Regions from separate parts of the Mus musculus genome. Here all the other regions are linked to region 4. A link is a contact called in public HiCAR-type and promoter capture Hi-C data. All regions are on one chromosome and are shown on one strand. Each heading gives the region's core, a stretch centred on a gene start, on an enhancer-like site or on the middle of the called end of the contact. The rest is flanking DNA. Distances are from core to core; before and after follow the strand shown. Region 1 holds the start of Wdpcp (WD repeat containing planar cell polarity effector). Region 2 overlaps 5730522E02Rik (RIKEN cDNA 5730522E02 gene). Region 3 holds the start of Ugp2 (UDP-glucose pyrophosphorylase 2). Region 4 holds the start of Rel (reticuloendotheliosis oncogene).

Evidence for each region. Promoter capture Hi-C pulls out the DNA fragments that hold promoters and counts their contacts. HiCAR-type assays count read pairs that join an accessible place to other places.
Region 1: a contact with region 4 is called in a HiCAR-type map of astrocytes, with 5 times the contacts expected there. The contact joins the promoter of Wdpcp here to the promoter of Rel in region 4. A contact is called at or near these places in 1 of 39 promoter capture datasets (cranial neural crest), 2 of 484 Hi-C or Micro-C datasets (CD4 T cells and uterus) and 2 of 115 datasets of contacts at active chromatin or transcription factors (astrocytes and bone marrow-derived dendritic cells).
Region 2: a promoter capture Hi-C map of stem cell-derived epiblast-like cells shows a contact between it and region 4, with 4 times the contacts expected there. The contact joins the enhancer-like site here to the promoter of Rel in region 4. A contact is called at or near these places in 6 of 39 promoter capture datasets (cranial neural crest, embryonic stem cells, hippocampal neurons and 3 more), 1 of 115 datasets of contacts at active chromatin or transcription factors (large pre-B cells) and 2 of 9 other capture datasets (embryonic stem cells and embryonic trunk).
Region 3: a contact with region 4 is called in a promoter capture Hi-C map of neutrophils, with 4 times the contacts expected there. The contact joins the promoter of Ugp2 here to the promoter of Rel in region 4. A contact is called at or near these places in 1 of 39 promoter capture datasets (neutrophils) and 1 of 115 datasets of contacts at active chromatin or transcription factors (astrocytes).

What each region holds. Positions count from the first base shown.
Region 1 is chr11:21,570,903-21,573,602 of GRCm38.p6, forward strand. Wdpcp (WD repeat containing planar cell polarity effector) reads left to right here and starts at 1,379. Exons shown (of 18, transcript NM_145425.3): 1 at 1,379-1,468. Mdh1 (malate dehydrogenase 1, NAD (soluble)) reads right to left here and starts at 1,032. Exons shown (of 9, transcript NM_008618.3): 1 at 828-1,032. The coding sequence starts at 830.
Region 2 is chr11:26,127,654-26,130,353 of GRCm38.p6, forward strand. All of the region lies in intron 1 of 5730522E02Rik (RIKEN cDNA 5730522E02 gene), which reads right to left. Among named protein-coding and RNA genes, the nearest start is that of Mir6372, 73 kb to the right of the region's middle. Within about 2 kb of position 1,363, at least 37 of the 459 cell types and tissues checked have an H3K27ac peak or open chromatin away from gene starts, as enhancers often do. A contact at or near this core is called in embryonic stem cells and stem cell-derived epiblast-like cells, where this site is marked.
Region 3 is chr11:21,369,297-21,371,996 of GRCm38.p6, forward strand. It overlaps Ugp2 (UDP-glucose pyrophosphorylase 2), which reads right to left and starts at 1,333. Exons shown (of 10, transcript NM_139297.6): 1 at 891-1,333. The coding sequence starts at 909.
Region 4 is chr11:23,769,711-23,772,543 of GRCm38.p6, forward strand. It overlaps Rel (reticuloendotheliosis oncogene), which reads right to left and starts at 1,259. Exons shown (of 10, transcript NM_009044.3): 1 at 970-1,259. The coding sequence starts at 979.

The sequences.
Region 1 (2,700 bases), core at 129-2,628, 2.2 Mb before region 4:
TCCTTGTTTGAAAACATGTCTCCTTGGGTTCTGTGAAATTTCCAATTCATCCAAAAATTTTCAATTCATCTCACATTTCCCATCTTGATATTAAAGGACAACACGTATTTTTAAAATGTAAATTTCAAAGTACTTAGCAATTTCCAGTCTGGTGGCAAATGTCACCTTCAAACAGCATGAAGATTAGTCCTACGTCAGAGCTCTCTTTCACGTCACCCCCCTCCGCCCGCTGAGGACAAGATAGATCTAGAGCTTCAACAAGATGGTTACGTTACATCTGCAAGGAGGCCTTCAGAATTTATGACAGAGTAGTAAAGAATATCGGCACTGTTTGACTAGCGATGCTAGTCCTGTCATTACAAACGGAGATCAAGAATAGGTTTTCAGTAACATTTGTTTTCTTTTAAATCAAATATGGTGGAAACATGTCTCCTGAAAACTGGGATCATAACCTGGAGCACTACCGGTAAATCAACATCAGAGGCCTATTCTTTCCAAGAGCTTAAGAGGCAAAATAGTGTTAGGACCTAATTCTTCCCCTCCCATAATTCTCATCCCCCACAACAAATCCTTTAAGGTCCTTCGGAGAAAATTTTGTCCCTCCTGCGCAAGGACTGAGACCCGACTTTCCAAGGACAGTGATTTCTCTAGAGTCCTTGCGAACCCCTTTCCAGTATCTGGGTTACTGCGACAGTCGTGAGAATGAGTCAGATTTTGCAAACCGCGCGGAGGACAGCTCCCGGCATTACTGCTTTTTAAAAGCGCATCAAGCGCAGGAGGAGGCCGAGAGGCCGGAGCTGCTGCAGGTTCCAGGAGCCCACACTCACCATTATTGCAAACTGCAAGGCCGATCTCTGCACCTGCAAAAGGCAGTCTCCAGCAGTCAGGTCACCTCTACAGCGGAACAGACTCTGGGAGAGAACGCGGGGCTGGCCCGCAAAGGTTCGGCTGGAGACACGGCCCTTTCTGGGAAGTGTAGTTCTTCCGGCGACCTCTGGCGCCCACCTTCGTGCATTCCTGACAGTGCTAAACTACAATTCCCCCAAACCCCTTCTTCCTACGCGCCTCGCTGCAAAGTAGTCCCGGGGCTGAGCCTCGGTGATTGGAGCGCGTCTGTGAGCAGAGGGTTGGTGCTTTGAGTGAGGCGCCTGCCTGATGGCGCTCAGCAATTGGCAGGAGAGGAGGCGTTAACTCGAGGGAGGAGAAACGACCCCTGAGCGACAGCACACGTCGCTCCACCGAGAATCTATCCTCCCCCAAGACTAAACAAGGGCGGCTAAGAGACCTTCCGTTGCTTAAAGCCCGCTCGACCCGGAAACAAAACCTTTTAAAAACTCTCTCAGAGGCGGGAGGAATTGACGCTTGCGGAAGAACGGGCAGCTTCACCGTTGCTAGGCGACGAGGCAGCCTCACCTGAGCGCTCTCCAGACCAAGAGCTTGTGGAGCTGTGTTCTCACGTCCCAGGCTGGTGAGCTCGGCCCCGAGGGTTTTTATCTGGGGGTCAGAACAGGGTGCGGCACTGATGCGCGTATCCTGAATCCGAAGCCGGTGGTTGTGGGCGACCTCCGGAGTCCCCTGTTAGTGTCAGGAGCGTGTGGATGCCACAGTTTTCAGGAGGGACGAAGAGTGTCTTGCAGTTTGAGTCAGTGTAACTTTTCCAAAGTAAAGTCAGAAAGTTTTGTTTGTGGAGTGAGCCCCTTCCTTGTGTTTACTTGTGGTGTACCGATCTAATTTTCTTTGCCGACTGTGAATATTGACACTTTTTGCTCATTCTCTTTTTGGAAACCTGTTACTTCCAGGGGAAGTTGGGAGACACTGATTGTTTCAGGCGAAATGTTAGCAGCTAAAACATCTCAAGAGGCTTTCATTTAAAATGAAAGTTGTTAAGGGAAATCTGTATTCTCCGTTTGTTGTACGGATATTCGAAAACATGTGCCTTGGAACAGACCAATGAATATGCTCTTGGTCTAACGTCAGAATTTTCTGTCACTATTAAATGGATGGTGGATGGCTTCAGTTTTGTTTTTGGAAGATTTAGTATTTGGAGAGAGAAATATGATGCCTTAGTCAGGGCTTCTATTTCTGCGATGAAACACCATGACCAAAAGCAGGTTAGGGGAAAGGATTTATTTGGCCTACTCTTCCACATTTTGGCCCATCATTCGAGGAACTCAGAATAAGTAGGAATATGGAGGGCATGAGCTGTTGCAGAGACCATGGAGGAGTGCTGCTTATTGGTTTGTTCCTCATGGCTTGCTAAGTCTGCTTCTTTATAGAACCCAGGACCACCAGCCCAGAGATGGCAGCACCCATAAAGGACTGGGCTCTTCCCCATCAATCTGTAATTAAGAAAATGCCCTATGGGCTTGTCTACAGCCCGATCTTTATGGTGGAAGCATTTTTCTTTTCAATTGAGAATTCCTCTTAACTTAAGACTGACTGTAGCTTGTGTCTGGTTGACATAAAACTAGCCACTTCTGGGTCCAATAGCATTTAGGTTTCAATAGACTGTAGGGTACTTGAATGACTCCTAGAATCACTTTATTCATTTGATGCCTTAATTTTGTTCTTGAGCACTGATCTTTTTATAATGGAATGCTTCCTGTGTCTCTGTCCACATTTAGTTCATTTGTGGGTTGCATTTCTAAATGTTACCTCTGTGTCAGGGACTCTCAAATTCCAGGGCATGTCTCTGTAGTT
Region 2 (2,700 bases), core at 113-2,612, 2.4 Mb after region 4:
TTGCTGGTTTGTGAGTGGTGTGGAAGAAACAGGGAAGTAAATTAGGATGTTCTCGGAACAGTCAGGGAAGAGATCAAGGCAGTCTGAACCATTTGGACAGAACTAAGGCACTGGGGAGATGTCATATTCAGACTGTTACTACAGAGAGTAGATGGTTCTAACTAGAAAGGACACTGGGCAAGAGGGGTCACCACAAACCTGTGTTTGATTACCAAATGGAAGGAAAGAGTTGCCCTTGACTAATGTGTGGAAGATTTTTTTGACTAAGGAATGGAAATAATTTTAGTTTGGAAGATGAAAAATTAGAGTTATTAGTTTCCAAGTGGACCTTCAAGCTAACAGTTACACAGGACTGGTATTCAGAGGGGTAGTCAAAGACGGAGGCATACTGTTATTTTTTAAAACTTATCTCCTTTGTATGAGTGTTTTGCCTTACTGTCTGTCTTTGCACCACATGCATGCTTGGTGGTCTCAAAGAACAGTACAACCCACAGCCCACACCAGGAACTGGACCTACAGAGTATTTAATCCACTTTGAAGTTGCTGGAAATAGAACCTGGGTTCTCTGGAAGAACAGCCAGTACTCTCAATTACTGGGTTATCTCTCCAGCCTCTGTAGGTATAATTTTATAGTTCCTAGCTTTTAAACGATGTGAACTTCAATGAGCTGTATGGGACAGTGGTACCATCTTTAAAGTTATTATAGGACCTATAATATAGGAAAAGAGGACTCAGGAATGAACATTGGAATAGTCTCATATCTGAATGACAAGAGAAAAAAAAAACTCTGTACTGGTAAATGCTGAACAAGTAGGGGATAGTCAAGCAGAAGGCTGCCTTGCCTGTCCATACAGAGTGTCTGAAATGCAGAGAGAACGCCACTGTCAGGGAGTGCCCACTAACCTACATTAGCAGAGGCTTAAGAAAGAGAAACTGGGCTAAAGGTCACAGAAGTCACTGTTGCATTGGCAGGAACTGTTGTTAAGGAAAAGAGAAGAAACATCTGGCTGTAGTAGGTTCACGGAGAGCTTTGGGCTGCAGGTGCAGCTCAATATGTAGCCCTTGCCTAAAACACCCTGGGTTTAATGCCAAAGCAAGGAAAGGAAGAAGAGAGAAGAGGAAAATAGGAAACAGAAGTGAGATAATAAATAAGCCAAATACAGAAAGACAAGTATTATCTTCTCGATCATATAGAAACTGGGAAAGGAAAAGTAAAATGTTGCGGTAAATCTCCAACCCAGATATGCCCTGGCGATGAAAACACAGCCCAGTTAATTGATTACACGCTGTGCGTCTAGACTGGGCAGATCTACCTACTGCTACACTACCATCTTCCACAGCTTAGGTGACCCCTTAGAATCTGCTGTTTCTCCGGGCCATGTGCTTCTTTCTGCTCCACTTTTCTTAGTCTTTCTGCTCCTCTGCATCCTCTCCCTCTTCCATTATCTCCTTCTTCCTCCTGCCTTCCACTCCACCTTCCCTTTTATCTGCCCAATCATCAGCTCTTCTTTATTTTACAAATTAAGGTGGGAAGCAGGTTTACAGGAAATCCTGAGTGCTGACTCACTCCTTGTTCACAACCACTCACAGGAGAACAGAATTAGCATCAGTAAAAAGCTAGTCTGAAAGGAACTGGCTTAGTAGGGAAGGGAGGGGGAGGGAGTAGGGACGGTTGTGAAAAGAATAGATGTGATCAGTGCTCAATATGTGTGTGGGCATGTGTGTGTGTGCGTAAATACTACTTTAAGGCACAATGACATGTATCAATAACTATAATTTTAAAGGTAATGTAGGGACATGACCATAGATAACCTGTTTTTGAGATTATGTGACTGCAAAACATAAAATTTCAAGTATAATTTTTTTCCAAAGCAAAAGACATGAATTTTTGAAAAGTGATACATAAACTATGTATTCCTCAATGTTTGGGCTCATTAAACACAAACTCTGAGTTGGTCATAGTGGTACCCATCCCCAGTAGCCAGGAGACAGACAAGAAAAACATGTTCCAAGGCCAACCTTGCCCTACATATGGAACACAGTGCAAGTGTGAACTATATGACCAAATAAATAAATAAATAAATAACCCAGTTGTTATTTCACATAGCTAACATAACCCATTTATAGTCTTAAAGGGTCAGATTTTCTATATGTAGCAGTAATGAGTAGTTAAGTACAAGTGTAAAATAACATTCAGAAAAAGCCTCTACAATGGTGTAGCAATACTCAGAGAATAAGCTTGGTCCCAGCTTTGTTACTAAGTATTTCAGTTTACACATCCTAGTATTGACTAGAATCTAACTCATGGCATATTTGAGTTCCTTACAATTTTTGAGAAATTGATAAATCTTTTGAATGGAAGTATCCCCATGTTTTACAAAATCAGTCTTCAATTGTGTTTTCATCCCAAGGAGGTAACTAGAAGAGGTCATGGGGGTGGGGTCCTGTGATAATGTAAGTGGCTCTACAAGAGGTGGTAAAATGAGGTTATACAATCAGTTTGCTCAGCATATGATGCCTTCCCACTTCCCATAGTACAATCACAAATCTCAGTATATATGAAGCATTTAATATGGATTTCTAAGACTGTAGATCCATAAGAAATGTAATGTGTGTGTGTGTTATTTTGTTATAACAACACAACAGAAGACTAAAAGAAATGAGAAAAATACTCAAGCCACAATTTTAATTTCGGTATGG
Region 3 (2,700 bases), core at 83-2,582, 2.4 Mb before region 4:
GCCTGTATGGCATTTTCATTTCCAGGGTCAAATGATGGACATCCCTAGCATAACTTTAAAAGGAAAGGGGAAAGGTGCATGGACAGTCACTGAGGATCACGTGAAGCGGTTGCAAACTTTACTGCATGTATTAAGCAAGATGGCTGAAGCTTTCACACACTGGGGTCTGGAAGGAAAGGCTTCTTATAGGCAAACTCTATACAGTTTTGTGACAGAAGTTTAAGGCAGCACCCAATTGCAATACTACAGCTTGGTTGAGGGGTATTTGCTAAATGCATTATTTACACATATACAGATTTGAATGGTAATTTTCAAATTTAAAGAAAGCATAATCTTTCTATATTAAAAAAGAAAAAGCTAAGAGCACTGCAGCAAAGTCATTTCTCTGACTGGTATGACCTCCAGTGTCTACAAACTACTGATTTCGCAATAAATTACTCTGAGACTCAATCCACGTACACACAGAAAAGAAGTGGAGAGCTTCCTACTAGTCTTGACAAACGCATCTGCCTGTCCCTAGCCCTCTGGGTTTCCTTGTCCCACAAAGATAACTAACTTATCATCGAGTGCAAGAAGGGAACAAGAATTAATCAGCAGTCAAAAATCCTGTTTTGATTTTTACAATTACTATCCACGATGTCAGAATACTATTAAAACTGATTTTAGAAGGTAGAAATAACCCCTGCAGGGCGCAGAGGCATACAAACACGTATATGAAATGCCAACCCAATAAGTGGCGCAAAGCAGCTTAAATACCAATTTAACCAAAAAGGTCTGGCAAACGGTATCACAAATGAACACTTCCAGTTACAAACTACCCACTTACTTAGAGACTACCAATATTCAAAATCGGACGAAGCAGCCAAGAGACAGAAAGCAAAATGTCTTACCTTGTACAAATCTCGACATTTTAGGATCTTATTAAAATAATCTGGCTTATAATTTTCAATTTCTAGAATCTACGTTGTAAGGAAGGTCTCTCTCCCTTCCCTGCAACCGAAGTGTTCTTTCTCCTCCGATGTTTAACTACTTAAAGAAGAATTCGGGGGGAAAAAAAATCAAAACTAGTCTTTAAAAAGAAAAATCCTGAAGACGGAAAACTTGGTGGGACCGACTCAGCTTGGGAGGGAACTCCAGGCTACTCAGCGATCCCGACACCAACAGGGGACGACTGGAGACTCCGGAAAAGGTAAAACCAGACGAACTTAAATTTCATCAATGGAGAGGCGGACCTAGAGCCGCTTCACCGCCCTCCGGTCTCCACGCCCTCTAGGGCAGGACTGCCGCAGGCCCCCGGCCGCACCCCGAGGCCCCTCGCCGGCGGCCGTCCAGCGGCGAGCTGCTGGCGCCCCGTGTAGATCGGGAGGCGGGGAGGCCGGCGAAGGGGCAACGCAACCTTTTCTCCAGCCCATAAATAGCCGGGACTCGGAGATGCTGCGAATTCCGCACTCGGGCAGACAGCTGCCCGCGGCCTCCACTGGCCGCCCTCCCCTACGCAGCCGCTCCACACCAGGGCCCGGCTCGCCCCCTCCCTGCCCCCCGGGCCTGGCCGCCCAGACCCCCCGGGAGGCCTGGCCCTCCCTGACACGCCCTCGCCCGCCCGCCCGCCCGCCCCCTACTCTTCCACGCCCCACTGTCGGCCCCCGGCCACGCCTTTCGGAGCAGGACCCCACAAGGAGGTCGCTCGGAGCCCGGCCCGCCCCTTAAGCGACACCCACCTTCCTATTCCCTCGAGGGCTGAGAAGTTGGGGGCCTGGAATCAGGTCTCGCACGCTGCACGAGCGTGGCCGAGGCGACCTCCCCTCCGCTCCCGTCACACGCAAACACCTGGAGCCTGGCGCCAGCGTGCGCAGCCCCTGACCCTCCAGCCCGCCGCCTCCGGACACCGGAGCCCCCACTTTCGCCACACACCTCCCCTCCCCCTCCTTCCCCCCTCCCAATGCGGAAATGTCCCTACTGCTCAGAGCGACAGGCACAGCCGCCAGTCCGGAGCCGAAGTTTGCCTAAGGACCTGGCCAATGAGACACGCGGAGGTGGCAGGGGGCGGGGCGTTCGAGGCCCGAGGGAGGCGGGCGCAGAAGCGAAGGCGGGAATCCCACGCGTGGGAGCTGCACAGGCAGCAGCACGGTGCCAAGCACGTCTGTCTCTGCTTGCTGTTTGCAGATGCCACGAGCGTGTGAGAAAACCGAAGCGTGTGCTTGTGTTTGCACTCCACCAGAATTTGCCCGTTGAGGAAACCTTGAACTCCCCTTCCTCAGGGACACCAGGCTCTTCTCAAGAGGACCCAAAGGCTCTGCCACCAATTAGGGTTTGAGGAGGGTTAAGGCAACCTTTTCAGAATCAAGTAAAGGGATGGGATGTGTGTGGCTCACCAACAGGAGGAGGGCCTGGGGGCGTCGAAGGGAATGCCAAATAAAGGCTCTCCAGAAAGAGCCATCACTATTCGCCTTGCCTCGAATCCCACTCCTGGGCACGTTTGTGCTGGAATTGGGCGTTTACTTTTCTAGCCAAAGTGAAAATGACTTATTATCCTTAAGATGCTGATGATAGATCTTGAAGTCTCCAAAAGAAAGATGAAGTTAAAAGCCAGAACGTTGGCACCCGTCTGGGGACTCCCTGAGGTGTGCCCAATCACAGCTAGTCTTGCCAACCATTTAAGCCTGTAAGACTGCCTGTCTTCTTTAACATTCTCGCGTTACC
Region 4 (2,833 bases), core at 9-2,508:
CAAACTGAAATCAAGTGTCATGTGAAACACCCCAGTTTCCTTTACAGCAGGAGTTATGATATTGTTCTGCTCAACTCTTAAAGAGTTCACTAAGCTTTCTACTTCCTCTTCTCTGCCAGACGTCGGCTGCCTTCTACTGAGGGTCACTGGGAAGATAAGGGTCAGCGTCCTGCTACAGACAGAAGGTGTCATTTTTAGCTCCCACCACCATCTCAGCTGCTTCAAGTGCTTGCTTTACATATAGTACGACTGTCATACTAAACTCCCCTGTCCTGTAAACTGTTTCTTATAAATGTCCCCCTCAAAGCAGATGATCCAAAACTTACTAGTGGCAGATAAAACACTGACATTAAACGATGACATTTTCAACCCTACCAGTTACTTTAAAGTATAATCAAATCTCGTCCTCTTGCTGCTAACAAAACGCGCGTGCAGGTTTGGGGTTGGGGGTTGAAGGGATCGAGGTCTCTACACGGTAAATTAGACAAGCAACATCTTTAGCTCGTGGGGGCGGGGGTAGTGTTTTCGCTTGGAACGAATTAAAACGCCACTGAGGACTTTCACAGCCACGCCACATTCTGTACCAGTGTCAGCCGCTAGCACGATTGGACTTAAAAAAAGAAAGCTCGTCTGAGGTCCGGAGGTTCCTCTTTTTTGTTCAAAAATGTAAAACTGGGTCTCCATACCACTGAGTCTTTAAACGCGAGGCTTCTCTGCTCTCCTTTACTGAGATTACCCCCTGTGATCCTAAAAGCACACCGTTGGGAATTTCGAAGGTTCTGGCTATTAGGAGAAGATCAGATTACAGTGCGCCGCTTTGATTTCACACGCAAACCCCGGAGCGGGCAACTTTTCAAACGGCTGACAATTTGCCAGATGAGAAGACTTGAAAGGCAGACCGTCCTAACCCCAAACGGAGCCCCCGACAGCTCCTCCCCGTGACCCGCGAGTGCTCGCCCCGGTACTCACTCGAGGCCATGGCTCGGCTCCGCGCGCCGCTCGCTGCAGCTTCCAGCGTCCGGCCCGAGGCTGCAAGGCAGCCAGTCAGTCAGTCAGTGAGTCAGTCAGCCAGGCAGTCGGTCAGGCAGGCAGTCAGCCAGCTAGCCCGTCAGTCAGCCAACCAGTGAGGAGGCTGAGCAGCCTCCGCAGCCGGGACGCCTGTCCTCGGACCACCCCCGGGCCTCCTCTTCTTTCCCGGCTCCTCTGGGTTTGCGGCTCACACCTTCCCACCCCCGAATCTTCGCGCTCCGGTCACTAGTGTCCTGGCGTCGCCTTGCCAGGATGCCGCGGCAGGGGCAGGGGGCGGGGCGGACCGCCCGGCGGAACGTGGGGGGAGGGGGGGGGATTTCCCGCTGCTTACGTCACTCGCGCCACCGCCTACCCGGGGCGGGGGGCGGAGCCTCGCGGCGGGCGCGCGACCCCGCGCGGGCCAGTGCGCTTACTTCCTCCAGAGCCACCACAGCCTGCACGCTCGCGCCGGGAGCTCCGTGAGGGCGCGCAGCGACGACTCCGCGCGTGAGAAGCCGTCGGTCCCTGAGAAATCCCCCTCCTCCAGAGTCCTTGAGAGCGCCGCTTAAAGCCGAGGGGCGTGTTCGTGACGTCATGCTGGCCGAGCGGCCGGAGGCGGGCCGGGCGGTGCACCGGGCGCGCTCCTTGGCCGCCCGAGGCCCGCCCGGGGTTTTCGACCGGTGGTTCCCCCTCTTCCCGATTTCGCACATGCAAATCTCCGCCCCCGCGCCAGAGAGTTGTCCGGGTGCTCTGGAGGGGAAGTGCGGAAGCGCCAGCGCCCGCGTTCGGCAGTAAGGCGCAGATTTGCATACGGGGACCCCCGCAGCCTTATTTTCCCTCTATATCTACATTACGTCTTTTACCTACCAAAGTTTTTCAGCTGCACTGCGAGGCCGCTAACCCCATTCTGTATAAATGTACACGACGTCCAGAGATTGGCCGAGATACCCACGGCCTGAGGCCTGGACCGAACTTTGGTGCTTTGACAGGTCAGGCGGAATCTTGTTTGCCTTCAGTTGCTAATACGCACCTGTTCTCTTAGTCTATGATGTATTAGCATGTCATTGTATACACGAGTATTAGGGTTGATTGGGGTTTGGAGAAGCTGAGTAGCTTGTCCATACTTTAGAGTTCTAGAAAGGAATTGCACGATTTAAGCTTAAGATTATCCAGCCCCGTTTAGCGCACTGCACTCCCAGCACGCGGGAGGCTGAGGTAGGTGGACTGTCTCAACAACAGAAATAACTCAGGGTTATCTGGCTCCACCTCTTACGTTCTCCAGTCATTTACTGACTAAAACAAGTAATGGAGGGGAAATAGAGAATATCATCTTGCATGGCCAACAAGATAGCTTAGAGAATAATTGCGCTTGCTACCAAGCCTGACAAATTGAGTTTGATCCATGGAAGGACAGAATCAACTTCCAAAAGTTGTCCTCTTACCTCTACATGCGCTTCAAAGAACGCCAAAGTGTGTGTGTGTGTGTGGGGGGGGGGGGGTTGGATAATTAAAATATATACTATCCTGTCATAAAAAATTCATCCTGTTATACAACTCCCCCAAAGTGAAGGAAATAATTAAAATCTGCTAGTTCCAAATTGTCTTCTCAAAGAGTATAAATAGCAGTTGTGTTTTTAGTTAAACACAATCATAAACAAGTCACAAAGATATAAAATAAAATAAAACAATTAGCAGGGTGAACTATGTTCAGCGCTCCAGAGGTCAAGACCACAGAATCATAACTTTGAAGATAGGATGAGCCACAAAACACTGAACACACCAATACACACACACACATGAATGCAGGCATACTTCAGCTTTTAAC